Linked DNA regions of Triticum aestivum: region 1 is linked to region 2. Evidence: chromatin contacts called from public Hi-C data. All regions are on one chromosome and are shown on one strand. Each heading gives the region's core, a stretch centred on a gene start, on an enhancer-like site or on the middle of the called end of the contact. The rest is flanking DNA. Distances are from core to core; before and after follow the strand shown. Region 1 has its middle 100 kb from the start of LOC123120222. Region 2 has its middle 15 kb from the start of LOC123120216.

Evidence for each region. Hi-C and Micro-C count contacts between places; a contact is called where the count stands out from the background.
Region 1: a contact with region 2 is called in a Hi-C map of leaf, with 4 times the contacts expected there. The contact joins two enhancer-like sites. A contact is called at or near these places in 2 of 5 Hi-C or Micro-C datasets (both in leaf).

What each region holds. Positions count from the first base shown.
Region 1 is chr5D:220,940,069-220,947,004 of IWGSC CS RefSeq v2.1, reverse strand. No RefSeq gene overlaps it. Among protein-coding and RNA genes, the nearest start is that of LOC123120222, 100 kb to the left of the region's middle. Within about 2 kb of position 3,609, at least 4 of the 8 cell types and tissues checked have an H3K27ac peak or open chromatin away from gene starts, as enhancers often do. A contact at or near this core is called in leaf, where this site is marked.
Region 2 is chr5D:220,657,288-220,664,192 of IWGSC CS RefSeq v2.1, reverse strand. No RefSeq gene overlaps it. Among protein-coding and RNA genes, the nearest start is that of LOC123120216, 15 kb to the right of the region's middle. Within about 2 kb of position 1,387, at least 1 of the 8 cell types and tissues checked has an H3K27ac peak or open chromatin away from gene starts, as enhancers often do. A contact at or near this core is called in leaf, where this site is marked.

The sequences.
Region 1 (6,936 bases), core at 2,360-4,859, 280 kb before region 2:
ATACCCCTCTCGCTGAAGGCGAGATATAGGGGCGCCCCAATAAAGTCACCTGGGCGAACTGGTTATCATGGGTCGTGTGTTCTGCGAGCTGCATGGTTCGAATCCCAACTAACCCTTTTTTTTTCTGTTTTGACTGACACATGTGACCCGATATTCATTGAGACATATACTCTGCAAGTCAGTCCGTCCCGACACTGCATGTGAGTCCCGCGCCACGTTTAGTCAGCAACACGTACGCATCTGTACGTGATTGGAACAGTATTTGAATCATACTGCCAAGTTTTAGAACCAGTTCGACGTATTTTTCAAGTTCAAGTACCAAAGTAAACATTGATGGCAAATTTAAGCACTACTGATCTTATTACCTCTTCTTCAAATGCTTGATTAACATTTTGTAAATACGTCGTAGTTTCGTACACCTAAGAATTTTTCTATACACATTAACATTATACAAATGCTAGATTAACATTTTTCAAATCATTCTGTAGTGTGTTCTTGGTAAGTAAGTATATTATAATATTTTAAAAGTATAAATAAAAGTAAAAAGGAGAGCAGAAAACGAAAAACAAAAACAAAACAAAAAGCACAGAAATAAACGAGGTTGTGGCCTTCCGTGGACTGGGCCGGCACAGTCTCGCGCGGCGGGGGGCTGCCCTAGGTCTCGCCTCAAGCGAGTCATAGGCGCGCCCGGATGGCAAGCCTTAATGTACTAGAACGAAGACGCTCATGGAGCTAATATGGACTGTAGTCAGTGCGCTCATTATACTCCTGTATGTCATTTTTAGAAATTTTTATAAGATGTGTAAAATTATAATCTCAGTAATAAAAGTAAATACGTGGTATAAATATTATACATACAAATGAAATAAAATACTTTTAAAAAATCACGTATTGTTTTGAAAATATTCCGTATAATTGAAAGTAACACAAATATATACAAATTAAAATTTTAATAATATTTTTAAACATACAAACATTTCCCTAATTATACTCACATTTGTATAGTTGATGTTTTATAATGAAAATAATCATAAAATGTAAAATGTCAATATGAATATTCAAACTTGGCTGATAATTATAATATATAATTTTCTTGAATATTAGGCAGGAGTGATAATTATACAGAAGTGAATATTCATAAATAATTAGTAAATGCCTGTATTCATCATTTTGTATAATTTAATTATAAGCCGCGAGTGTATTTTTCTGTATTCATTAAACAGTTTAAATGTTTGTATTTCTAAAATATATATAATACATGGGTATGTTTTTTATTTACTAATCATACTTTGTTTGTTTGTATAATATTTACAACTCACGAATATTTGAATATATTTTTCATTGCTTACATTCCCTAAATATCTTCAAAAAAAATTAGCCTGTGCTAAATGGGTCATGCTATCTGCAACCCATTTAGGCCTAAGAAAAAAAATCAGCAAACCATTTAAGCCCCGCATGCCTGCTCGTTATAATAAATCACTAGCACCAGACAGTTCTCCATGAAAATGTTAAAGTTTAGTTAAAGAGGAGCTGGGTAACACGATCAAATGCCATGTGATCGTACCTTGCACGAGATCCAAGTATGGTCCAACGATATGACAATCTTGAATACTGCTGAGGTATGTTTTACTGCAGTAAACTGAACTCATGATTTCATCTGCACAGAATATAGTTAGATTTGAAGATAATGTCAATCGCTACTGCAGGTGCAGCTACAACTAAGTACGTATTGAAATATATTGCATGTCTTTCTCCATCAGTTCGGACTTTTAAATGAATTGACTGGAGCATAAATTCAATATGGGATCAGAGCCAAGAGGTTTTGAGTTTAAAACCCTGCCAACGTAGTATTAAAAAAAGATACTGCAACCTACACCGATCCCATGTCTAAAGACTAAAATAGCCTAGACGTGAGGGGGGGTGTTGAAATATACTGCCCGTCTCCCTCCATCTGTTCGGACTTTTGGATGAGTTGGCTGGAGCATGAATTCAATATGTTGAAATATATTGTTTGTCTCCCTCCATCAATTCGGACTTTTGAATGAGCTGGCTGGAGCATGAATTCAATATGGTATCAGAGCTAAGTGGTCTTTTGAAGACCCTGCCAACGCAATATTCAATAAAAACGATTCTACGGCCTACATCGATCCCATGTCTAAGGACTAACATAGCCTAGACGTGGGGGGGGGGGGTGTTGAAATATATTGCCCGCCTTACTTCATCAATTTAGACTTTTGGATGAGTATTCAATAATACAAGCATAACATAAAATTGTTCTTGGCTAGAAAATAAATCTGCTCATGGCATCCTGTTGGTAAAATATTTATTATTGTAAATTTGTAATGACTAAATAAGAAAAACAATATGAACCATAACAAATACTGAAGGAGGGATGTTGGAAGTGGCTGATATAGCCACCTGACAAACTTATCGCACTAAGATCAACTCTAACAGATCTCTAAGAATATCATTTAGGGAAGTATGGGCAAGAAAACGTCTTCGACAGATTAAGTAAATCCGGCCGTGACTTTCATCTGGTGACCTTCCCCTGAAGTTTTGGCGTGTTAGAAACCGCCCGAGACTTTATCACCCTCTATCCCGCACCGCCGCCGCTCCGTCCCCATGCCACCTCGCCGCCGCCGCGCTACCGCACCGCCTCACCACTCGCTGCTACTACCACACCGCCAGCCCAGTGCTCCTGCCCAACCACTGACTTGCCGAACCCAGGCCATTAGCTAGAAAAAGTTTAATAAAAATAAGAAAATAGGGAAAGAAGTTTCGAGGAGTTAGGATTTCTCTGCCTCCCGTCGGCGCTGCCGTTGGCTTGCCTCGTCGCCCGTGGCTTTAGAACCATGGGGGCGTGCCGGTGGGAGGGCTTCGTTTTAAAATCTTTCTTCAAGTTTTGTTAGTGGTTGTGTCCTATTCAGGAAGGCAAGACGGCGGCGGCTCCGTGAAGATGGAATAAGGTTCTTCCCGCTTAGCCTCCATTCCGATGGTGCGTCTAGCATGGTCGGTGGGCTTGTGAAGGTGCATCCCCGGTGGATCTATCATTGGTGGATTTGCTCGGATCTAATCGTTGTTCGTCTATGTTCGTGTACATGTTTTTCTCATTACACACGAAAGTATGTGGTTGCTGTTATGGTGTGTTGGTCCTAGGTGGCCTTAGCACGACGATTTTCCGACTGTCTATTACAAAAGTTTTGCCTGGCTCCGGCTAGGGAGGAGCGATGACAGCGGCGCGCCTTCGGTTCGGCTCAATGCTTGTAGTTGTCGCTAGATGACTTACGGATCGATTTTTATTATTTCTAGTGTTAGTTGTACTACCATGGTTAATGATTAATGGATAGAAAATTTTCTAAAAAAAGAAGTTTCAAGGAGTTGACAAAAAGTTTCTCTCTGGAAACTTATCCTAAATTTACTCTCTGAGAGTCTTTTTTAGGGAAATTGCCGGTGTTGCTCTAAGAGTCCGTCCACCGTACTCATCGACCCAGCGCGCAAAATACAACGCGTCCGCACCGTCGTGAAGAGACATCCTCCGTACGTGGGCGCGGCAGCAGAGCACGACACCTGACCCATCACGACGTTCCCCTGGCCGGTGTGGACTCAGGACGGCCGCGTACACGACCGTACCCACGCCGCGCGCGGCCTTTTCCTATCGACGATGGCCCCCGGCTCGTAGGCCCTGCCGGCTGCCGGCGTTGTTCTGGTGCCGGCTGCTGCGACGTTAGTATCGTGTCCAGCGGTGATGCCGGGCGATTTCCGGGTTGAGAAAATGACTCGTTAAGTTGTTATCCAGTGACCCCTGCACCGGTGCATTTACATGTTTTTCTAGTGGCCGTGCATGCTTTCTTGATCAGCATGGCATCATGTGCGCGAGCCATCAGGAATCCCTTTATTCTAGTCCACGGAAGTTCGTTTGACTTATCTATTATCATGCGGAGGATGGCATCACCGGCCAAAATAAAATATTTTACTCGTACTTAATTATGGAGAAACCTGCATCTGCATCCCATCCCATTGTCCTACCACTGGGCACTCCTGTTTGTGCGGTTCGATTTGACTAAATTAGCACACTTGTTTAAGTGACGCGTACCAGGTGTCGAGCAGCTGGAGGCGGGGATTGCACAGCACACGTGGAAGAACACTGTCAAAGCATTATTTATGTACTTAATCACTGCCCACCTAAGATACTAACCCGGGTTCACATCACGACACGTGTCCCGCTTTAGTCATTCACCTTCTTATCGACGATTTTTTAGACTAGCCACGATGGGTAGTAACATAGACTAGTAACATAGGCATACTAACCCGGGTTCACGTCACAATGCATATGTTACTAGTCTATATTACTACCTCTATAATGCATAGTATCATAGATTAGTATCATAGGTGGTCTCATTTATTGCCATGCATGACACATAGTAGCATCATATTTATTATGTTACGATATCTACCTATGTTACTATAACCATCTCTTTTTTTAAATTGCCTGCCACATAAGCATGTTTGCGAGTCCCAAGTGCATGATACTACTTATGTTACCCCACTATGGCCAACCTAGTGGGGAGTAACATATGTGTGGTAACATGCAACACTTCATTTATTAGGCTATAGACTCATCTTGCCTTGATATGTGTGATGTTACTCATACTACTAGTAACTAGCTATGTTACCACATGTCTCTCTTTCTTCATTTATTGCTTGCCACATCATCTATGTTATTTAGATATGTGTGATGTTACTACCTATGTTACTCCCATTGTGGGTAGTCTTAGTCAATGGCCAGCGCTACCGCATTGGCTGGCCGATCTTTGGGAAATGTCGTCTAGGTCTCGAGCTGTCCTACCGTGTGATCGCCCCTCTTATTTGCCTTTCATTCCGATATGATCCATGTTGCAAACCCCTCGTTTCAACACGGTCCATGTGTTGCAAAGCTCGTTGTAGAAATACCTTCAATGAGTCCTAGCACGATTCATGCTGCAAAGGACCTCTCGTGAGTCCTCTCTTGCAACACGACCACCGTCACAAAGCACCTACGGCGAGGACCCCCTGGCTTGCAACTGTCCCGCTGTCGTTGCATCGGCTTTGCATGGTCGGTGGTGTGCAGCAAACGCAACCGTGGGCGTCGCGCACGTGCATCTTGGCGGGGACAAAATTCGAGACATGGGTGAAAGGAGAACACTACTCCTGCAATACACAGGGCGGTGGCAACAAGGTCTCCACAGTTGGCCCCCAACGGCGGTAGTGTCTCGGATCACCATGATGTGTGGACATAAGACAAGAGATGGATGGCGGGGAAGAAGAGATAAGGATGGATGATTTCACAGGGAAGAGAGGCTCATGCCCACCGGGACGTACGGTGGGCGCATAAGACAGTCGAACAGACCGGGGGGGGGGTTCAAGTTGATGGACGGGAGTGTTTTTCTTAAGTCAGTTCTTTTGATCAACTAGGCGTGTGTTATACGTGCGCGCCTTTGATCAAGTTTGATCATATCCAAAATGATCGCAGTTAGACTCAAGGCTATTCTTTTGGGGTTATTTCTCATTCAAAGCGCATTCGTGCCAGGTAGACTCATCGTGCCAGGTAGACTCATCGAATGCGGGAATGACCACGATGGTGTCAGCCCACAAAGGAACCATCGACAACTCCATACCACCAAGCGCAGTTCTCCCTTGTAAGGGCATCTCCAAAGTAGATCCTCAAACCGCCCGCAACCGTCCGAACTGCGTGGTCCGGACATGTTGAGCCATCCAACATGGGCCTGTATCGGTCCGCTAGCGGTCCGGACATACTTTCTTTGGCAATCCCGAGACAAATTGGCGGGGAAGGGGGAGGGCTTTATGGGAGTCCGCACAACAGCCACATAGGACTTCGACACCCCAGCCCACCCAAAACCCCTCCTGGACCCCGCGTCTCCATCCTCCCATTTTTCTCTCCGTCAGTTTTTCTCTCCTGCCTTCGCCACCGCTCCACCACCCCGACCGCCACGCCGCACCTTTGTTAGAACTCGACGAGTCCGTCACCTCCAACGGTACACCCAGTCTCCACACCGCTTCTCCGCCGCCGTTCCTCACCTCTCCTCCGACCGCCGCACACGTACCATCCGCTCCTACGATGCTCACCATGCCCAATAACTGTTCGGTGAATGCCCGAGCTAAATATTTTTGCCCCTTCTTCTTTGAAGCAATGAATTCGGATATGGAGAACATATACGAGCACTATGTTGAGTCGTCGGACGGCTTGTCCTACGAGGAGGACTACACGGATGAGATGTCGATGATGCAGACGGTGCTTGCAGACGTGGAGCTTGCGGAGGAGCATGTTCTAAATTTCAAGGGGTTGATCATGGGTCATCGAGTGCTCAAACGCAACCGGGCATGTGGCCATTTGACATTGATGGATGACTACTTTGCCTCTGATGCCCTCTTTGCTGACAATTTTCGCTGCCACTTTCGAATGCGCAAAAATGTCTTCGATCATCTCTACCATGGCGTCCGGTCCTTTGATGACTACTTCATCTGAAGAAGGACGCAATGGGAATGATTGGGTTCTCTGGTGACTAGAAGTGCGGTCGCACTGCCAATGCTTGCATATGGCACGACCGCTGATTTGTGTGACGAATACCTATGGATCTCTAAGAGCACATGCGGAGATGCCATGGTCAAGTTTGCAACTGCCGTGGTCGAGGTGTTTGGACCTCGGTACATGAGAGAACCAACTGTGGCAGACACCAAGAGGCTCTTGGCGATCTCGAAAGCAAGAGGGTGGCCAAGTTTGCTCGGATCTCTTTACTACATGCATTGGAGATGGAAGAACCGCTTGAAAGCTCTATAATGGCACTTTCATGGTCATGTTAAGAAGCCCACCATCATTTTTGAAGCAGTTGCATCACATCATCTTTGGATTTGGAACGCTTTATTTGGCATGCCCGGGTC
Region 2 (6,905 bases), core at 138-2,637:
ATGCTCTAACTCCGCTATAGTGCTGATTTTGTTTTTTTCACCCACAGTACCATGAAAGTCATTTCCTTGAAAAAGCTTTTAAATGAGTGTAATGAATGAACAAGTTTGTTTTCGAAAAGTTTCATGACCCCTTTTTTTTGCGGGATAATTAGATTTATGCCCCTAGTTGTGTCCCACTCGTCTGTTTTACCCCTAATTTCCAAAAGTCACCGGTTCTGTCCAAGTCACTTTGCTCCTCTTATGCTTTTGCCCTTTGACCGTTTGACCTTCAGTTTGAAAACTTCATAACTAATTCATACTAAATCAGAAAAATGCAAATAAGATACCAAAATGTTCAGAAAAACATCACCTATATGCCAGTGTCATTTGCATTCATGAAAAAAGTGTTGGAAAATGCACATCCGAGTTTTACCTCTTTTGATACCACCATGAATAGTAAAATCTAAAAAAATTCAAAAAAATTCAAAAAAATAGGAGGGCAAAGAACGACAAATGTTCTAAGTGCTTGCCAAGTTCCATCAGGGAATGACATTCATGGAAGTCGTGGCAAAAAAATAATCTATTTTGGAGTGCTGGTTGTTTTTTTGCTGCGGCACCCACGAATGTTCTTCCCTGATGAAACTTGGCAGGCACTTAGAACATTTGTCGTTCTTTACCCTCCTTTTTTATTTTTTTTTATTTTTTAGATTTTACTATTCATGGTGGTATCAAAAGAGCTAAAACTTGGATGTGCATTTTCTAACACTTTTTTCATGAATGCAAATGACACTGGTATATAGGTGATATTTTTCCGAACATTTTGGTATCTTATTTGCATTTTTCTGATTTAGTATGAATTAGTTATGAATTTTTCAAACTGACGATCAAACGGTCAAAGGGCAAAAGCATAAGAAGAGCAAAGTGACTTGGACAGAACCGATGACTTTTGAAAATTAGGGGTAAAACATACGAGTGAGACACAACTAGGGGCATAAATCTAATTATCCCTTTTTTTGCAATTGCTATTTATTAATAAAAAACAGGTTCACCTACCTCATGTTCCAAAGGTTCCCCTCCTACTAGTAGGACCTTTCTTTGTTCCGAGCTACCATGAGTGGACACAAGAGGAAAGAAGCTCGATCGACCAACCGGCATACAAATACGTACACATGAGTTTCTTTGGATTCGTTATGTAGAAAAGGCTTGCTTTGGACATGTTCCGGAACAAACATATGTTTCGTATTGACGTGATGCGCCCGTCGTGTGTTTCTCTGGTGCCATCGGTCACTCTACTCGTCATGTGGGGGTAGCTATTAGCTAATATAATATGAACTGTGGTAGTTTGCGTAGGCGATGACAAATGACCGATGTGTGAGTTGTGGGTGACGCAGCAGGTGACAGAGGACAAGCTCCTAAACAAAGAGCAGCTCCATCGATCACCTCCCAACTTTTGAAATTTGAGCCACAAACTCTACATGAGTGGCCCTAACGAACGTGATGGAACAAGGAAACGTGTTCCGTAGGATTATCGGTACAAGGAGGTTTGAAACATGGCAAGAGAAAGGCGGCGCTGCGAAGAAGGAAGGGAAAACAAATGCAGGTTCAGACGTCGATCGAGGAGCACGCCGCTTTTAGTACTATCACATCTTGATATTTCCCTCCAAAAAAAAAACATCTTGATATTGGGAGTCGTTTTTTTTGGCCAGCACGTTTAAAAGGCCTTCCATTTGCTAGCTTGCCCAACTGAAATTCGGAGTGTTCTTCGGTTGGAGAAGAGTAAATGATACGTACGTACATACGCATTGCCCAATGTCAAAGAGACACGTAGGGCAAGGGAGACCACTGGACCTGCATCTCGCGTATATATAAAAATAAAAGAAGATGGCAAGACATGTCCCCGGGAAAAGCATATAGCATAGCATAGGTACGATTGTTGAATTTCGTCCGACCGCCAGATCTCAGATTCGGTGGCTTTGCGTCAATAAATTAGTCGCGACGTCGCGCGCGCAACCGTGATTTCATTTTGCTTGGCATGCAATGCATGTTGTCTGTGTCATTTCGGTTGCGCAGATGAGTTAGGCGGCGCCGCCGCACCGAGGCAAAACACACGGGCACATTTTGCAGGCCATGGAATGGGTAGAGAATGATTTTGTGCATTGATGATTGATTGATCGTGCATTAGGCACATATATATAGGTACAAGGGGTGTAACCGGTGGGTGTCTTGTCTTTCAAGATACAAGTAAATACAGAGGGAGAGAGACACTACAGGTGCGGCATACAAAACCCAGACCTACGTACATGTACACATGTTCAACCCCCCCCCCCCCCCCCGCCCCGCAGTCGAAGCGTCGCCGGTGACGCAGAGACTGGACCGAAAGCCCTCAAATGTCGAGGTGGGTAGTCCCTTCGTCATGACATCGGCGAACTGCTGATCGGTGGGCACATGGAGAACTCGAACACGACCAAGTGCGACGTGCTCCCTGGCGAAGTGAATGTCGAGCTCAATATGCTTCGTCCGTCGGTGATGGACAGGGTTGGCGGCAAGATACACCGCGGAGACGTTGTCGCAGTAAACAAGCGTCGCCTTAGAAACCTCGCATAGCAACTCCTGAAGTAGCTGTCGTAGCCAAGAGCACTCCGCAACGGCGTTGGCCACGGCCCTGTACTCGGCCTCGGCACTCGATCGTGAGACCGTGGGTTGTCGTTTAGACGACCACGAAATCAGAGAGGGCCCGAGGTAGACGCAGTAGCCGGAAGTGGAGCGTCGAGTGTCGGGACACCCAGCCCAGTCGGCGTCGGAGTAGGCGACAAGGCTGGTGTCAGGTGATGCCGTCAGGGTGAGACCCATAGCTGTGGTGTCACGTATGTACCGAAGGATACGTTTCACCAGGGCCCAATGAGTATCACGAGGAGCATGCATATGAAGGTACACCTGCTGGACAGCATACTGAATGTCCGGACGCGTCAGTGTGAGGTACTGAAGCGCACCGACGATGGAGCGGTAGTAGGGAGCGTCGAACGCCGGAGATCCCTCGACGGCGGACACCTTAGCCTTCGTGTCGACAGGCGTAGGAGCAGGCTTGCAGTTAAGCATGCCCGCGCGCTCCAGAAGCTCGTAGGCGTACTTCTGCTGATGCAAGAAGAAGCCAGTAGCCCGGCGCACAACCTCGATGCCGAGGAAGTAGTGGAGAGCCCCCAAATCCTTGAGGGCGAACTCAGTGCCGAGGCGAGTTGTGATCTGCTGAAGGAGCACTGGCGAGGAAGCAGCCAGGATGATGTCGTCGACATACAGGAGGAGGTACGCGGTGGCGGGACCCTGGTGATAAACAAACAGGGAGGCATCGGACCGTGTGGACCGGAACCCCTGCTGCTGAAGGAAGGCCGCGATCCGCTGGTACCAGGCCCGAGGCGCCTGCTTCAACCCGTAGAGAGAACGAGAAAGCAAGCACACGTGGTCCGGATAGTCGGTGTCGACGAAACCAGTAGGCTGCTGACAAAACACCTGCTCGTCGAGATGGCCATGCAAAAAAGCATTAGACACATCGAGCTGGTGAACTGGCCAGGCGCGAGAAACAGCAAGCTGGAGGACAGCGTGAATCGTGCCCGGTTTGACAACCGGGGCGAAGGTGTCGGTGAAGTCCACGCCGGCACGCTGGCGAAAGCCGCGCACCACCCAACGCGCCTTGTAGCGCTCGAGAGAGCCGTCGGGGCGAGTCTTGTGGCGGAAGACCCACTTGCCAGTGATCACATTGGCACGGGGAGGCCGCGGGACAAGCTGGCACGTACGGTTGCGCTGCAGGGCGTCAAACTCCTCACGCATCGCAGCAAGCCAGTTCGGATCCCGAAGAGCTGCGCGAGCGGAGGTGGGGAGTGGAGACGGTGCCGAGGTAGATGCAGCACACGCGTACTCGTCATACGTGTAGCGCGTGCTAGGACGAAGTGTCCCAGTCCGAGCCCGAGTGACCACACCGGTGAGGGGTGCAGCCGCGACGACGGGGGCGGCCGAGGGGGCCGCGTCGGGGGCCGCCGAGGGGGCCGCGGTGGGGGTCGCGGCGATGGGGGCCGCCGATGCGGGGAGCGCAGGCAGAGTCGAGCCCGGTGCGCGGCTGGTCGGTTCGCCAGAGGAGGAGGCAGGGGCGAACCGTGCCGCGGGAGACGCCGAGGGTGACGGTACCTGCTGAAACGGGAACACCAGCTCATCAAAGTACACATGCCGCGAAGTAAAAACGCGGTGGGACACTGGATCATAGCACCGGTAACCTTTGGTGTTGGGAGGATAACCAAGGAAGATGCATGGAAGCGACCGGGGAGCGAGTTTGTGAGGAGCAGCGGACGCGGTGATAGGATAACAGAGACACCCAAAAATGCGAAGACCATCATAAGATGGAACCGCACCGAAAGGAGCTGGTGAGGAGTGTAGTTCCAACGCGAACAACACGGGCGAATGTTAATGAGAAGGCTGGCGGTCGCGAGCGCGTCCGGCCAGAACTGAGGAGGCACGTAGGAGTGGAAGAGCAACGTGCGGACACAGTCATTAAGGGTGCGAATGACGCGCTCGGCGCGACCATTCTGTTGTGACGTGTATGGACAAGTGAGGCAAAAAATGGTGCCGTGCGACGCAAGAAGATTGCGGACGGCGACGTTGTCAAACTCCTTGCCGTTGTCAGTTTGCAAGGCGAGAATGGGACGACCGAACTGTGTGGTGACATATGAATAAAAGGCGGTGAGCGTGGCAAGAGCGTCGGACTTGCGATGAAGAGGAAATGTCCACACATAATGGGTAAAATCATTCAATATCACCAAATAGTATAGATAGCCCGTGTTGCTCTCAACCGGGGACGTCCAAACATCACTATGCAATAACTGAAATGGAAAAGTGGAAATGTTTGTAGACTCGCTAAAGGGGAGACGAACGTGCTTGCCAAGATGGCAAGCCTCACAAGTGTGGTTGTCAACCTTATTACATGAGAAAGAAAAACTCTGAAGAATCTGACGCATAACGGTGGAGTTGGGGTGACCGAGACGGGCGTGCCAAAGATCGACACTAGCGGCGAAGGCGGCGGGACGACGGGTGGTGGTGGCGCCGGAGGGATGCACCGGGTAAAGCTCGTCCGGGCTGTCACATCGATGGAGTACCATCCGTGTACGGGCGTCCTTCACAGAAAAGCTGACATCGTCAAATTCAACAGTTATAGGATTCTCACGAGTAAGACGACGAACAGAAACTAGATTAGTGACTAAGTTGGGAGACACAAGAACATTAGACATGTTAACGGGAGTAGAAGTAGAAGGAAACGACATATGACCGACATGTGTAATGGGTAGAGAGGAACCGTTACCAACGGTGATGCGAGTGGGAATATGAACAGGAGTGGCAGATGTGAGGTTACCGGGATGAGCAGTCATGTGAGCGGTGGCGCCCGAGTCCATGTACCAGTCACCACCGCCACCGTAGGAACTCGTCGACGGAGCGGAGTGCAGGGCGGCGAGAAGGGCCGGGTCCCACCGTGGCAGTAAAACCCTCCGTAGGCCGGCGCGGGGGCGGCGCCGTAGGCGGGCGCGGGCTGAGGTGCGGCACCGTAGCCGCTGTAGGGAGCGGCGTTCTGCGCGGCGAAGAGGGCCTGATGGCTCGCTGGACGAGGCCCGAGGATGCCCGGAGCGGGAGCCCGAGGGACCGGCATCGAGTACGCGTGGACAACGTCGGTCGACGGGTTGGTGCCGTATGTCCACGGAGGGTTGCTGCGTTGCTGACGAGCCCCCTGCTTGCGGCGGCGCCCGCCACCTGGCTGCTGGGGGCAGCGGGAGGGGCGGGGGGCGCGGGCGGCAGGGGAAGTACCCCGGAGGCGCGGGGGGCGGCGGCTGCTGGCGCGGCGTTGGTGGGGCGGCCGGTGGTGGGGCGCCACGGGAGGTGCCGGCAGCGAGGGCGTGATGCTGCACGCGCTTCTTGACCCCCTTCATCCGGCGCTCCTCCAACCGCAAGTACGCCACAAACTTGGGGAAGGAGGGCTCCGGCATCAAGGTAAAGTTGGAGGCGGCGTTGCCGAAGTCCTCGTTGAGGCCGGCGGTGAGCGTGCTCAGGAGGAGGTCGTCATCAACCTTGGCGACAATGTCGCGGAGCTCATCCGCCAACGTCTTCAGGCGGCGGCAGTAGTTATCAATGGACTGTTCATCCTGGTGACAGTCAAAAAATTCCTGCTGCAAAAAAACGCGGCGCTGAAGCTTGTTGCCGGTGAAGAGGCCGTTCAGCTTAACCCACAAGGTGCGGGCGTCGTCGCCGGCGCTCACGACCGTGTGGAACAGGTCCTTGGAGATGGTGGTGAAGAACATGGTGGTGTCGATCGCGGTCCACTCAATGTCATCCACCATGGCGCGGGAGTCAACAGTGCCATCCACATGATCCATGAGGTTGTTCTCGCGGAAGAGCAGCGTGAAGTACGTCTTCCACGCGAAGTACGTGGAGTTGGAGGCGTCGAGGACGACGGGAACGCGTGCATGGACGTTGATGTCGCGGATTTCCGCAGGGTCGACGGCGAAGGGGTTGGAGTAGGTGGAGGCGTTGGACGACATGGCGGCGAGGAGGGGGTGAAGGGGGCGGCGCGGCAGGAGGGCGGCGCGGCGGGGTGGATCGGGCGGCGTGGCGGAAGGGCGCGCGGGGTGGAGAGGACGGCGCGGCGGGAGGGCGGCGCGGCGGGGAGGTGGGTAGCGGCGGCGGCGGCGGCAGAGTGCGGCGGCGGCGACGGCGGCCCGAGGCGGCGGCTGCGGCTAGGGCTAGGGTTAGCGGAAGCGGGAAGATCGACTTGTGATAGATACCATGTAGAGAATGATTTTGTGCATCGATGATTGATTGATCGTGCACTAGGCACATATATATAGGTACAAGGGATACGACCGGTGTCTTGTCTCCCAAGATACAAGTAAATACAG